4 separate regions of the Sus scrofa genome follow, and all the other regions are linked to region 4. The links are chromatin contacts, called in public Hi-C and HiChIP or PLAC-seq maps. All regions are on one chromosome and are shown on one strand. Each heading gives the region's core, a stretch centred on a gene start, on an enhancer-like site or on the middle of the called end of the contact. The rest is flanking DNA. Distances are from core to core; before and after follow the strand shown. Region 1 holds the start of WDR82 (WD repeat-containing protein 82). Region 2 holds the start of TWF2 (twinfilin-2). Region 3 holds the start of POC1A (POC1 centriolar protein homolog A). Region 4 holds the start of BAP1 (ubiquitin carboxyl-terminal hydrolase BAP1).

Evidence for each region. A called contact is a pair of places that touch in the nucleus more often than the background predicts. HiChIP or PLAC-seq counts read pairs in DNA pulled down with a chosen protein or histone mark.
Region 1: an H3K27ac HiChIP or PLAC-seq map of alveolar macrophages shows a contact between it and region 4. The contact joins the promoter of WDR82 here to the promoter of BAP1 in region 4. A contact is called at or near these places in 2 of 5 promoter capture datasets (fetal liver and fetal skeletal muscle) and 1 of 2 datasets of contacts at active chromatin or transcription factors (alveolar macrophages).
Region 2: an H3K27ac HiChIP or PLAC-seq map of alveolar macrophages shows a contact between it and region 4. The contact joins the promoter of TWF2 here to the promoter of BAP1 in region 4. A contact is called at or near these places in 3 of 5 promoter capture datasets (fetal liver, fetal skeletal muscle and skeletal muscle) and 2 of 2 datasets of contacts at active chromatin or transcription factors (alveolar macrophages and skeletal muscle).
Region 3: a contact with region 4 is called in a Hi-C map of liver, with 5 times the contacts expected there. The contact joins the promoter of POC1A here to the promoter of BAP1 in region 4. A contact is called at or near these places in 1 of 5 promoter capture datasets (liver), 2 of 47 Hi-C or Micro-C datasets (both in liver) and 1 of 2 datasets of contacts at active chromatin or transcription factors (alveolar macrophages).

What each region holds. Positions count from the first base shown.
Region 1 is chr13:34,410,853-34,413,552 of Sscrofa11.1, forward strand. WDR82 (WD repeat-containing protein 82) reads right to left here and starts at 1,338. Exons shown (of 9, transcript XM_003132249.5): 1 at 855-1,338. The coding sequence starts at 1,015.
Region 2 is chr13:34,369,692-34,372,391 of Sscrofa11.1, forward strand. It overlaps TWF2 (twinfilin-2), which reads right to left and starts at 1,306. Exons shown (of 9, transcript XM_013981767.2): 1 at 1,109-1,306. The coding sequence starts at 1,133. It also overlaps a transcript of TLR9 not described here.
Region 3 is chr13:34,306,808-34,309,507 of Sscrofa11.1, forward strand. It overlaps POC1A (POC1 centriolar protein homolog A), which reads right to left and starts at 1,289. Exons shown (of 11, transcript XM_021068878.1): 1 at 894-1,289.
Region 4 is chr13:34,552,193-34,554,892 of Sscrofa11.1, forward strand. BAP1 (ubiquitin carboxyl-terminal hydrolase BAP1) reads right to left here and starts at 1,346. Exons shown (of 16, transcript XM_005669632.3): 1 at 1,133-1,346; 2 at 1,005-1,034; 3 at 841-895. The coding sequence starts at 849. PHF7 (PHD finger protein 7) reads left to right here and starts at 1,626. Exons shown (of 11, transcript XM_001928213.4): 1 at 1,626-2,278.

The DNA.
Region 1 (2,700 bases), core at 88-2,587, 140 kb before region 4:
ACCTACAAATGTCATGGTCTAACTAGGAATTTTGCTAAGTCCAAGTAGACCATAAAGTGTAACTTTAAAAGAAAGTGTTAAGAGGAAACATGAAATTGTTAGACGATGCTTTCTTTGTTCTACTGGGAGGTTCACATTCAGGTCAGGACTGGACCGCCAAGTTTGTACGTGTCTGGCAAAAAGGAAAAGTTTCAGATGTTGTTAAAAAGTTAACTATAAACGTAGGCTTCGGCACTGAGGGAGTAAGAGAACTATTTGGAACAGAAAGGAAAAGAAAGAGGGCCCAAAGAGGCACAACAAATAAATCCTGACAGCTAACAACTGCAACCCACGCGGCCTTCAGGCAGAAAGGCGGCGGGAAGCTGAGGGGCAGGGGATGGGCGGAGTGCCAGGCCTGAATCGAGGTCACCATGGAAAGGGCAGAGAGAGGGAGCTGCCGCTGCTGAATGAGGCAGCAGAGCAACCTCTGCAGTTCCGCGCGGGGGCCACAGCAAACCGGCACCTTCGAGGGAGTCGGAGGGGCGGAAAAGCTACCAGCTGAGGCCGCGGTGGGCGGACCGGGCGTTTAAAGGTCAAGGTCAAGGTGGGGTTCGGCCAGCGCTGCAAAAGCGCTCGCTGAGAAGGTCGGGGGCGGGGAAAATAAATACGATTATTATTATTATTATTGCTATCCTTATTTTCTAAAGAAAGAAAAAGGTCTCCTGGACAGTTTCGGAGTGGACGCGGTCCTGGCAGGAGCGTGTGCAAAACAGGCAGGGGGCCGGGCGGAGGGCGGGCCTCCGGACTAGCACTGGGCCTAGACGGGGATGGCGGGAGGGACTCAGACCCGAGCCCAAGGCCACCGCCGCACTCACTTGCCCTCCTGGCAGTCATAGAGCACGATGGAGTCGTCGTCGCTGCTCGAGATGACTGTCTCGCCGTTAGGGCTGAAGTCGAAGCAGTTAATCTTGTCCGAGTTCTCGCGGAACACCTTGGCGACGCGGAAGCTCCGCAACACGCTGTCGGTCAGCTTCATGGCGGCGGCTGCTAGAGGCGGCGGCGCAAGGCCGGGGCGGGGCCCGGCGGGCGGGCGGGCTGCCGAGGGGCCGACCGGGGCAGGACCGGCGCTGCGCTGGCGGCCAGAGGGAGTGCGGGCGACAGTCGGGCCACCTACTCCTCTTCCTCCGCCTTCTCGGGCAACACTCTTCTGTCTGAACTGTGGAGCCTTGCCGACCGTTCCCCCTCACAATCACCTCAGGACCAACAAGCGCGGCACCGGCTCATTGTGTCCGCCATCTTGGGGCGACAGGCAGAAGCCGAGGGCGAGGAGCCTCACCGCGGCGCAAGACGGGAAAGGGGGCGGGGCGAGAACGGCGGCGCGAGGCGAGGCGGTGACGTCAGCGCGGCCGGCAGAGAGAGTGGTGTGGCTGGGTGGCTGGGTGGCGGGGTGGCCGGAGGCGACGGTTCCCGGAACTGCTGCTGGGCGGGATGGGTGGGGACTCCCAAGTCCTTCCCACCGGAGCCCCAAGGTCTCTGGTGCCCGTGAGGCAAGAGCCTTTGTGCTGAATCGCAACCCGCCGCCGACACTGGGGCGCCCCCTGTAGGCCTCCCCCACCAAAGGGCGAGTGAGAGCAAATACTGCCCCTTGGGCTATCCCCCAGGAGGCTTGTTCTTGTTTTCGTGGGTTTTTGGTTTTTTGTTTTTTTTTGTCTTTTTAGGGCCACACCCGGGGCGTATGGAAGGTCCCAGGCTAGGGGTTGAATCAGAGCTACAGCTCCCGGCCTGCACCACAGCTACAGCAACACCAGATGCGAGCCACTCTGTGACCTACACTATAGCTCAGGGCATTGTGGGATCCTTACTCCACTGAGAGAGGCCAGGGATTGAACCAGCAACCTCATGGTTCGTAGTCGGATTAGTCAACCACTGAGCCACGAGGGGAACTCCCGTTCTTTTTAAATTGAGGTGTACTACACGGTAGACTGCATAATTTTTTTTTTTTTTTTTTGTCTTTTGTCTTTTGTCCTTTTAGGGCCACACCCATGCCAATGGAGGTTCCCAGGCTACGGGTCTAATCAGAGCTGTAGCCTCCGGCCTACGCCACAGCCACAGCAATGCCAGATCCAAGCTGAGTCTGTGACCTACACCAGAGCTCGCGGCAATATCGGATCCTTAACCCAATGAGCAAGGCCAGGGATCGAACCCGCATGGTTCCTAGTCGGATTCGTTTCCGCTGCACCACGACGGGAACTCCTAGACTGCATAAATTTTGTGGATGAATTTTTTTCATTTGGCTGAATTTTTTTTTCATTTGGCTATACATTAATGTGATCATCACCCAGGACTTTTCTTCAAACCTTCTTTAAAAACCTTTAAATCGTTATAAGTGGGTTAAATGAACTAATTTTAAGTGTTCAGCTACACACATTTTTATAAACAGTCATCTTTAAGTTTTAAAAACTTGTAGCATCAATTACAAATAACTTTTTAAAAATGGAAAAGTATCTTCTCATTCAACAAGACAGTTTTAAATTCTCTCAATATCCTCCTCATTCATATATCAACATAAGCTATAGATGCAACAATTCGTTCTCCCTCCAGCTCTAGTATTGCATCTTATACATTTTTCCATATTAACTTAAACCAGATTGTTGTTGGTATTCTCAATCTAGGTATAATTTATGTACAGTACAAATCAGCTTTTTTGGAGTTCCCTGTTGG
Region 2 (2,700 bases), core at 56-2,555, 180 kb before region 4:
TTCTGGTCCTGTGGGCGGGGCCAGGGAAACCCTCTCAGGGCCAGCCACCAAGCGGCCACAACCGCAAGCAGACCAGGTGGTCAGGCTGGTCGATGATGATGGCCCCAGGCAGAGGATCCTGGCGTGGTAGGAGGAATGGCTGAAGGCCAAACCACTGGGCTACCTGGGTAAGCAGCCTGGGCCTTCCCCACAGGCCAGGTAGCCCTCCCAGGTCAGTGACACAGGGGGACATTGAGGCCTGGGTAGGGTCAGAACACCTGGCCCCTGGTCATTGCTTCTTTCCCATCCTGTATAAGGAGGAAACCAAGCCATTTGGGAGAGGAGGCTGATGCTCTGGGCTGAAGGAGGACCTGGCCTGGAATCTCTAGGGTCAGGAGCCTCTTTCCTACCTCCAGCCTGGAGCTGGGACCTTCCAATACCAGCTGGGGCAGACTCAGGAGATCAGAGGTCAAGGTCAGATTGGTGACTCTCCACATCCCATTTAGTTTTTCCCAGGCTGGTTTGTGAGGGTCCTGGGAGGAGCCAAAGGTCGGGGCTCCCTTCTCACACAGACATAAAGCAGTACAAACCAAACACCCATCCATGGTAACAAATGAACACTGAGATGCACTCAAATTGTGCGTGCACACACACACACAGACTCCCACAGACATGTGCATACAGTCACGAAACACTGATGTCTAAAGATGGTTCCATGCAACAGTGTCCAATCAAGACATTGCTGTATGTGCACGAATGACCCTAGATGTACACAAGCAGTCATATCCAGATGTGCACACAGGTCCGTACATACAAGTGCACATGCGTGCTCACTCCCTCAGATGTGCACATCCGGGTACACCCACTCCCAGAAAGGGACAAAAATACATAGATAGGCACACACAGGCACATCCACCCCCGGATGGGAACAGAGATACCTTCACCCCCAACTATGCCCAGTAAGTCCGCACCCCACTAAGATTTGCCCACCCCAGGCGACCCACGGCTGCAAGAGAACAGGAAGCTTCCCTAGGCTGGTGCCGGATCGGAAACAGGGGCCGGGAGCCCAGGAGGGGGCGCAGCCTCAGACTCTCCCTCGGCCCCCCGTCCGTCCGCCATCTGCCCTCACCGTGGATGCCGGTCTGGTGCGCCATGGCTCCGTGCCCCGCTCCGCCTGCGCCCTCAGAGCCCTCGGCTCGGCCACGACCCAGCTCGGCTCGTCTGGACCGGGAGGAGGAGAAGGAGGAGGAGGATGTGGCGGTAGCCTCCCAGCCTCGCGCAGCTTCCCGGGCGGTGCCGCAGGACCCGCCCCCAGAGCGCCCCGCCTCCGACGGGCGAGGCCGGGACTCGAGGCCGCGCGTGCGTGCAGTAGGCGCCTGGCTCCAGGTGGGCCCAGGGAGGAGCTTTGAGTGGTGTTTCCGCGCGCTTGCGCTTGCCTTGTTTCTGGCGGAGAATGCGATCTGCGTACCGCCTAGCATGTGTGGGCGCATGCACGTGTGTGTCAGTACACCCGGATCCGAGTGGTCTGTGGCTGGGGCGTATCCATATGAGCGCGCGCAAGCCTGAGTCCCGGTCAGGGGCCAGGTGGGTTTGCAGATGGGTAGCATCCTGGCGTGGCCTTGAAGCGGGGAAGGGGTTTTTCTGTGTGTGAATGGGCACCCGTGTGTTTGTGTGACATCTCTTTCCTTGGAGACGTTTCTTGGGCGGCTCCTGTGGCCCTGGGCACCTGGAGGCGACGCGCCTGAAGGCCCCGTCCTGACGGTGGGAGCCCAAACTGACTTTCTGCTAGACAGCCCGCAAATGAACAGTGTCTGTGGTGGCGAGTGCCCTGTGCAGAGGGTAAGGGGCCGTTAGGAGGAGGTGAAATTTGAGTGGAAACCTGGAGGAAAGCCTGGCAGAGGGGTGGGGAAAGTCTTCTGAAAAGAGGAGACTGCAGAATTCCCTTCGCGACGCAGGAGAAACGAATCCAACTAGGAACCATGAGGTTGCAGGTTTGATCCCTGGCCTCACTCAGTGGGTTAAGGATTCGGCATTTCTGTGAGCTGTGGTGTAGGTCCCAGACGCGGCTCGGATGTGGCGTTGCTGTGGCTGTGGTGTAGGCCAGCAGCTGTAGCTCCATTAAGACCCCTAGCCTGGGAACCTCCATATGCCTGCGCCATGGGTGCGGCCCTGAAAAAAAAAAATTCCTTGGAAATAGGAATTAACCAAGAAAACACATTAACTAAAACTAATAAGGTTATGTTCTCTATTCTAATGTCCATCACTGGATAAATTACACGACTACCTTAATTGCAAAGTCCTCCCTCCTACCTGGTTGGCCCCACTCTGCATCATTCTCTTTGTTTTTATCCCTGCCTGGCACATATATTTACTCGCTTATTTGTTTATTGTCTTCCCTCCACCAGTTTAAGTTTTTACCCCTGCTGTATCTCCAGCAGCTAGAACAGTGCCCAGGATTAGTAGGTGTTCAGTAATATTTTCCAAATTAGAAGTTCCCATCGTGGCGCAGTGGAAATGAATCTGACTAGGAACCATGAGGTTGCAGGTTCACTTCCTGGCCTCGCTCAGTGGGTTAAGGATCTGGCATTTCTGTGAGCTGTGGTGTAGGTTACAGACATGGCTCAGACGTGGCACTGCTGTGGCTGTGGTAAAGGCCAGCAGCTGTAGCTCCAGTTCGACCCCTAGTATGGGAACCTCCATATTGCCATGGGTGCAGCCCTA
Region 3 (2,700 bases), core at 39-2,538, 250 kb before region 4:
AAAGCTGTAACCAGAACAAAGGCTCCCATGGCCCCATGCCCAGCTCCACCCCAACACACCTGCCAGAATCCTTTCAACAAGAGAGGGAAAAGCACAACAGGTGGGCCCAGAACAGAGCAGTAACTGCTCCACCTGAGCTTCTTGGAAAAACAAAGGTAACATAGTGCCCATCTCTAGAGGCAAGTTCAGATCCACCCTTAACCAGGGGACCCATGAAATCTTCCAACACCCTCTCTTCCATTCCTGCAACTTGCTGGTTCCTCGTCTCCCCCAAAGGGGTTTATATTTTGGGGTAGGGGAAAGAACATCAAATTAGGGTTCAAAAGGCCTGGTTCCTAAGGAAGCCAACAGGCCACCATCCAGCCACCTTGACTCTCAACCCAAGCCAGAGGACCAAGCAGGTTGAGGTTCAAAACAACCTCTCAAAAACAGGGGCTTCGGAGTGCTCCCCTCTGGCCTCCGAGAGGGCATCCTGGTTCAAGTTACACCGCAGGCCTAGGCCGTCCTGGGCATCCTGGGGCCTGCTGTTCCCACACGTCGTAACAGGGTGCACCCTCAACAAGCCCCCATTCAGCTACCCACTGCTCAGGAAAACAAGACTGAAGCCACACAGGCCCGGCGCTGATCCCAGGTCAGACGTCCCAGTCGGGCAGTACTAATGTCTCCTCCGCGGAGATACAAATCCTAAGAATAGAGACTGGTTCGTTAGCCCTGGCAACCGGCACAGGGCCTGGCTCGCAGGAGGCGTTCGCTAGATGCCCCGACCCATCGCACCCTGCACAGACTGTAAACTAGGGCAGGAGAGGACCGCACGGAGCCCTGCGCCCGGCCAGGCGCCCACTGTCCTCGTGGGGAGACTAAGGCCCGGGCGGCAGCCGCTGGCAGGAACTTACCGGGTAGGGCGATGCCATGGCGGGGCTGGGAGCGCCCAAGGCGCCGGAGGAAGCAGCGGCTGCCGTTGAGGCGCGTTCAGTTTCCGCGCCCCCAACCGCCGCCAATAGCAACGCGGGTCGCTTGGCCCCGCCCCGCCCACCGCAATTAAAGGAGACTGGGCGCCTCGGCTTTTTGCACCCGGGACCGGAAGGAGAGTTGACCGAGTCCACTGTCTCCGCGTCCAGCACCACCAAGCCAGGCAGCCTACGGACGGCGTCGCTAAAGGCCTGTGTCCACCGTCGCTCATTCCCCCTGAGAAATTAAAAAGCCCAGGATGAAGTGTTCGCCCCGCCGACGGGTAGTCCGGTTAAGGCTAAGGCGAACACAGCCTTCTGGGAAATGCAGTTCCTCGATTCCCGCATCCTCCTGTCGGGAGGAAGGTGGGACTACATTTCCCAAGATGCCCTAAGGCCTGATTAACCAACGAAAGAGAACCTTTTAGGATCCCGGAGATGGAGGTACTTGGCTCATTGTATCTGCGTCCTTTTTTTTTTTTTTCTTTTTTTTTTCCCGTGGGCGCGGCGCCTGGCACTTGGAAGTTTTTGGGCCAGGGATAGAACAAGGCCACAACAGCGACCCAAGCCGCTGCAGTGTCTACGCAGGATCCTTAACCCTCTGCCGCAAGAGAGCGCCGTGTCTGTGTCCTCTTAAAGCGCTCGGATGGCCGGCTTTTCTCTCAGTACCCCATTTACAGCCAGTTATTCACTCTTTGGGAATTCTTTAAGTGGTTCACTCCTCTGAACGCGCTTAAAACAAGTGTCGATTTAAAAGAACACAAATCGAGTTCCCCCGTGGCGCAGTGGAAACGAATCCGACTAGGAACCATGCATGGGGTTGTGGGGTCGATCCCTGGCCTTGCTCAGTGGGTTAAGGATCTGGCTTTGCCCTGAGCTGTGGTATGGGCTCCAGATGCTGCTCGCTTCCTATGTCTGTGGCTGAGGTGTAGGCCGGCAGCTGTAGCTCCTATTAAACCCCCCAGCCTGGGAACATCCATATGATGCAAATGCGGCCCTAAGGAACAAAAAATAAAAATAAAAGAACACAAATAACTCGGAATCACATCCATGGAGTGGAGAGGCCTGGGTTCTATTCCCAGTTCTTGCCTTGATTGGCTGTATGACCTCAGGAAAAATAACACTGCTCCGAGGCCCTGTTTCCACATTAGTAATATAGGAAAGGGTGAAGGCAGCCTGGCTCTCTCTTCTCCTGAGAAGCCTCTTGTAAACTACATGTAAATTATGTGTGTGTTTAAAAGAGGAGACAATCCAGAGGTCTGGCCACCAGAGGCCATCCTTGCTCACTTTTCTGCTGTCCCTCCACCTTTCTTCTATCCTGCCTAACTCTGGGCATCTTCCCAACCTGGATCTGATCTGAACTGGACATTTTTGCAAGATTTGGGATCCTTCCATCACCTACCCAGGCTAGATTGGCTACTAAGATCTGGCCAGGCCCTTAGGTTTCTCACTACATACTGAGACCTAAGATGATGTCCCTGAACCAGCAAACCAGAGCCCCGTTGAGTGAACTCAGAGACTGGCAGTGGAGGGACCTAGCATGTAGAGGGGTGAGCCTCTTCTTTGGACCTGGAAGGTCTAGGGCCAGACACAAGAAATAGATACATTTAATCCATCTTCACTGTAATTTGGCTTAAAATTGGTTCCTGTATGTTAAAAATGTTCAGGCTAACTTAAGTTACACACTACGAAATTCTCCTTAAAACTAGCATCACTTATACATACCCAGAGATTGTTCAGCACTGTTCAAATG
Region 4 (2,700 bases), core at 96-2,595:
GCAATGCCCAAAGTGGCCCTGAGCCCTCACTCCCCAGAAGCCCACTGGAGGCAGTCAAGTATCAGCTTCTGGCTGTGGTGCTCCAGGAGTCCATCCAGTATCCTTATAAAGTATACAGTTCTGGGATAAGAAAAGAAAAACTGGAACCAATGGCCCAGGACCAGGTGGCAACAGATGGTAAGGCTAGAACAAAAAAATGTGATGAGGAATTTAAACACTGATTCACACTTGTGAAGCCCAGGGCCCAAGTCCCAGTGCTGTCAGGGAAGTAAATGAAAACCCGTATCAGTCCCTTCTTTCCTGCGAAATAAAAGCAGACTTCTCCGTTTAGTCACTGTAGCTGTTCCTCCACACCTCTATTCTACAGGACCACCAAGACAAGACCCTGAAGATGGTCACCCAGAAAGATGCCTTGTCAGATGTCACACACCAGCCAATCTAGACGAGACCCCTATGTGGAGATTAAAACCACTGGCACACGAGCACATTAAAGCAGTAATAAATTACAGCTGCACAAAAAGGCAACATATGACCTAGGTCAAGTGAGTGGGGTTTCTGGCAGGAAAGTCAAAAGAGCAACTAAATTTATTCCAAAAGACGTTAGGAATTGAACTGGGGGAAAGAGGCTACCATCCAAAGGGAAGTACTGAGGGAAAACTGGGGGAAACAAAAATACAGTACTGGCTTCATCAGGAGGACACCCAAAGAGGAGGGATGCTTCCTTATATGAGATTTTACAAACTGGGGCTACTGGTACTCCCTTCCTTGAGGCGCACTCTCTCCCGGGCCCCTCCCTAGCCCTTGGGGTGTAAGGGGCGGCCCTGGCGCCAAGCCACTCACCCCTGGCATTTGCTCTGAAGGTCATAGATCTCCTCCACCTGCACCCCTTTGACACCTGCGATCAGGGAAGAAAATAAGTGGGGAAGGGCAGCCCCTGGCTATGGAGCAAGGGCGCAGGAGTGGGCCCCCACAGCCCAGAACTGGCGGGTAGGAGAGGCTCTTACCAAAATCTTCCACCAGGAGGGTGAAGAGGCCTGGGTGGAGCGACAAGAAGAGCGGGTGGTAGTCAGAAAGGCGCATCCCGGACCCACCCGGCCTCCCCAGCTCCCGGCCTGCCCAGTCCCCTCCTCACCAGGGTCGCTCTCCAGCTCCAGCCAGCCCTTATTCATCTTCCCGCGGGGCGGCCCCTCAGCGCCATGTCCAGGCCCCCCGACCCACTGCCGCCCCCGCCGGGAGCCCCCCGCCGCCCCCGGGGCTCCTAGCCCCCCACACAGACAACGGGCCCTGCCGCGTCACCCGCCCGCGCCGGCGGCATACGTCACCACGGCGCGACGGTCTCCACCCCGCTTCTGAGCTCGTCTTCCGCGATTTCGACTCCAGACGCCGGCGCTTGCGCGGGAGGGTGGGGCAAGAGGAAGGGGAGGAGCGAGGGCGGTGTTGAGTACCAGAGGCGCGCGAGGAAAAGGCGGGGCGAGATGGGGCGGGGCCGAGCGGAGGGGGCGGAGTGGGTACGCCGGTGGCGCGAGAAGCAGGGGCGGGGAGGGGCGGGCGCGCGGCCGTTAGCTCGCGGCCGTTAGCGATCCTTCCTTGCCAACGGTCAGTGCAGCGGTGGTCCCCGTGAACGCAGTTTCCCTGGGTTACAGTCCGCGTGACCCGGCTCTCGTTTGCGCGCTCGCCCCCTTCGCCGGCGCAGTCACCGCGCGGGGCGGCCGCCCGTGAGGTAGCAACCACGGCTTGTGACAACGAATAAAGCTCCAGGACAGCGGCTCCCTCGGCGACAGCTGGGCGAGCGGCCCCGGCCGGTAGCTGCAGGCGGTGTGCTACCGTGAGGAGCAAGCGGCGGAGGCGACCTCCGGCCCGGCCCCGTACCAGCCGCCCGGCAGGCGCGACATGAGCCTGGTCCGGCATCTATGGGATGCTCCTTGAGCCCCTTCTCCGGCTGTTACCTCCGGGGGCCGCTTGTGGCCACACCGATACGTATTTTCCAAATAAACCATTGTTTATTCTTGCGGCGGCGGGGCCGAACACGCTTATTTATTTTTAATTTTTTCAACAAGCTTTTACCCAGCACTTAGCCAGTGAAACAATTTGGTCACCGTTTCAAGGGAGCATCCGCTCGGTAGCAAACCTCGGACTGAGCAGCTTGTGGAAGCCAGCATCTGCAACGTCTCTCATCACACGCTTTGAAGATTGTTGCGTCTTCCTGTAACTACCAGTGTGCTCAGAATCCCATTCAAGGAACGTCTTGTCCAGCGATGCAAAGAACTGAAGTTTCAAGGTTTTATTTCTATTGCTAGATGTGCGGGACTCCCCCACTTACTGGGACTTGCACAATAGCCAAGTGGATCCCCTAGTGCACACCCTTCTTTCTCCTCTTCCAGTCTGTCTAAGGGCTTTTGTTGAGTAAGAAGCCATCAAATATCATTTACCAATGCAAGTGGCACTCGTGGATTAGAAGAGGAGATGGAGCCTTAGTTTTCTGAACAGCTAGTTGCCTGAGGAGTAACTAGTTTGTGCAGAATAGTGGTCCCTAAAGATGTTCATGTTCTCCAGCTGTGCTCTGAGGACATGGATGCGGAGTGTGTGTTCCTGGAGTGACCTGATTCACTCAGCTCTCTTAAGAAATGCTGTCCTTCTCTCCTTTGAGTAGACACAGTCCTTCCTTCGTAGGAGTGGATTTTATTTCTTTTATCCCGCTTG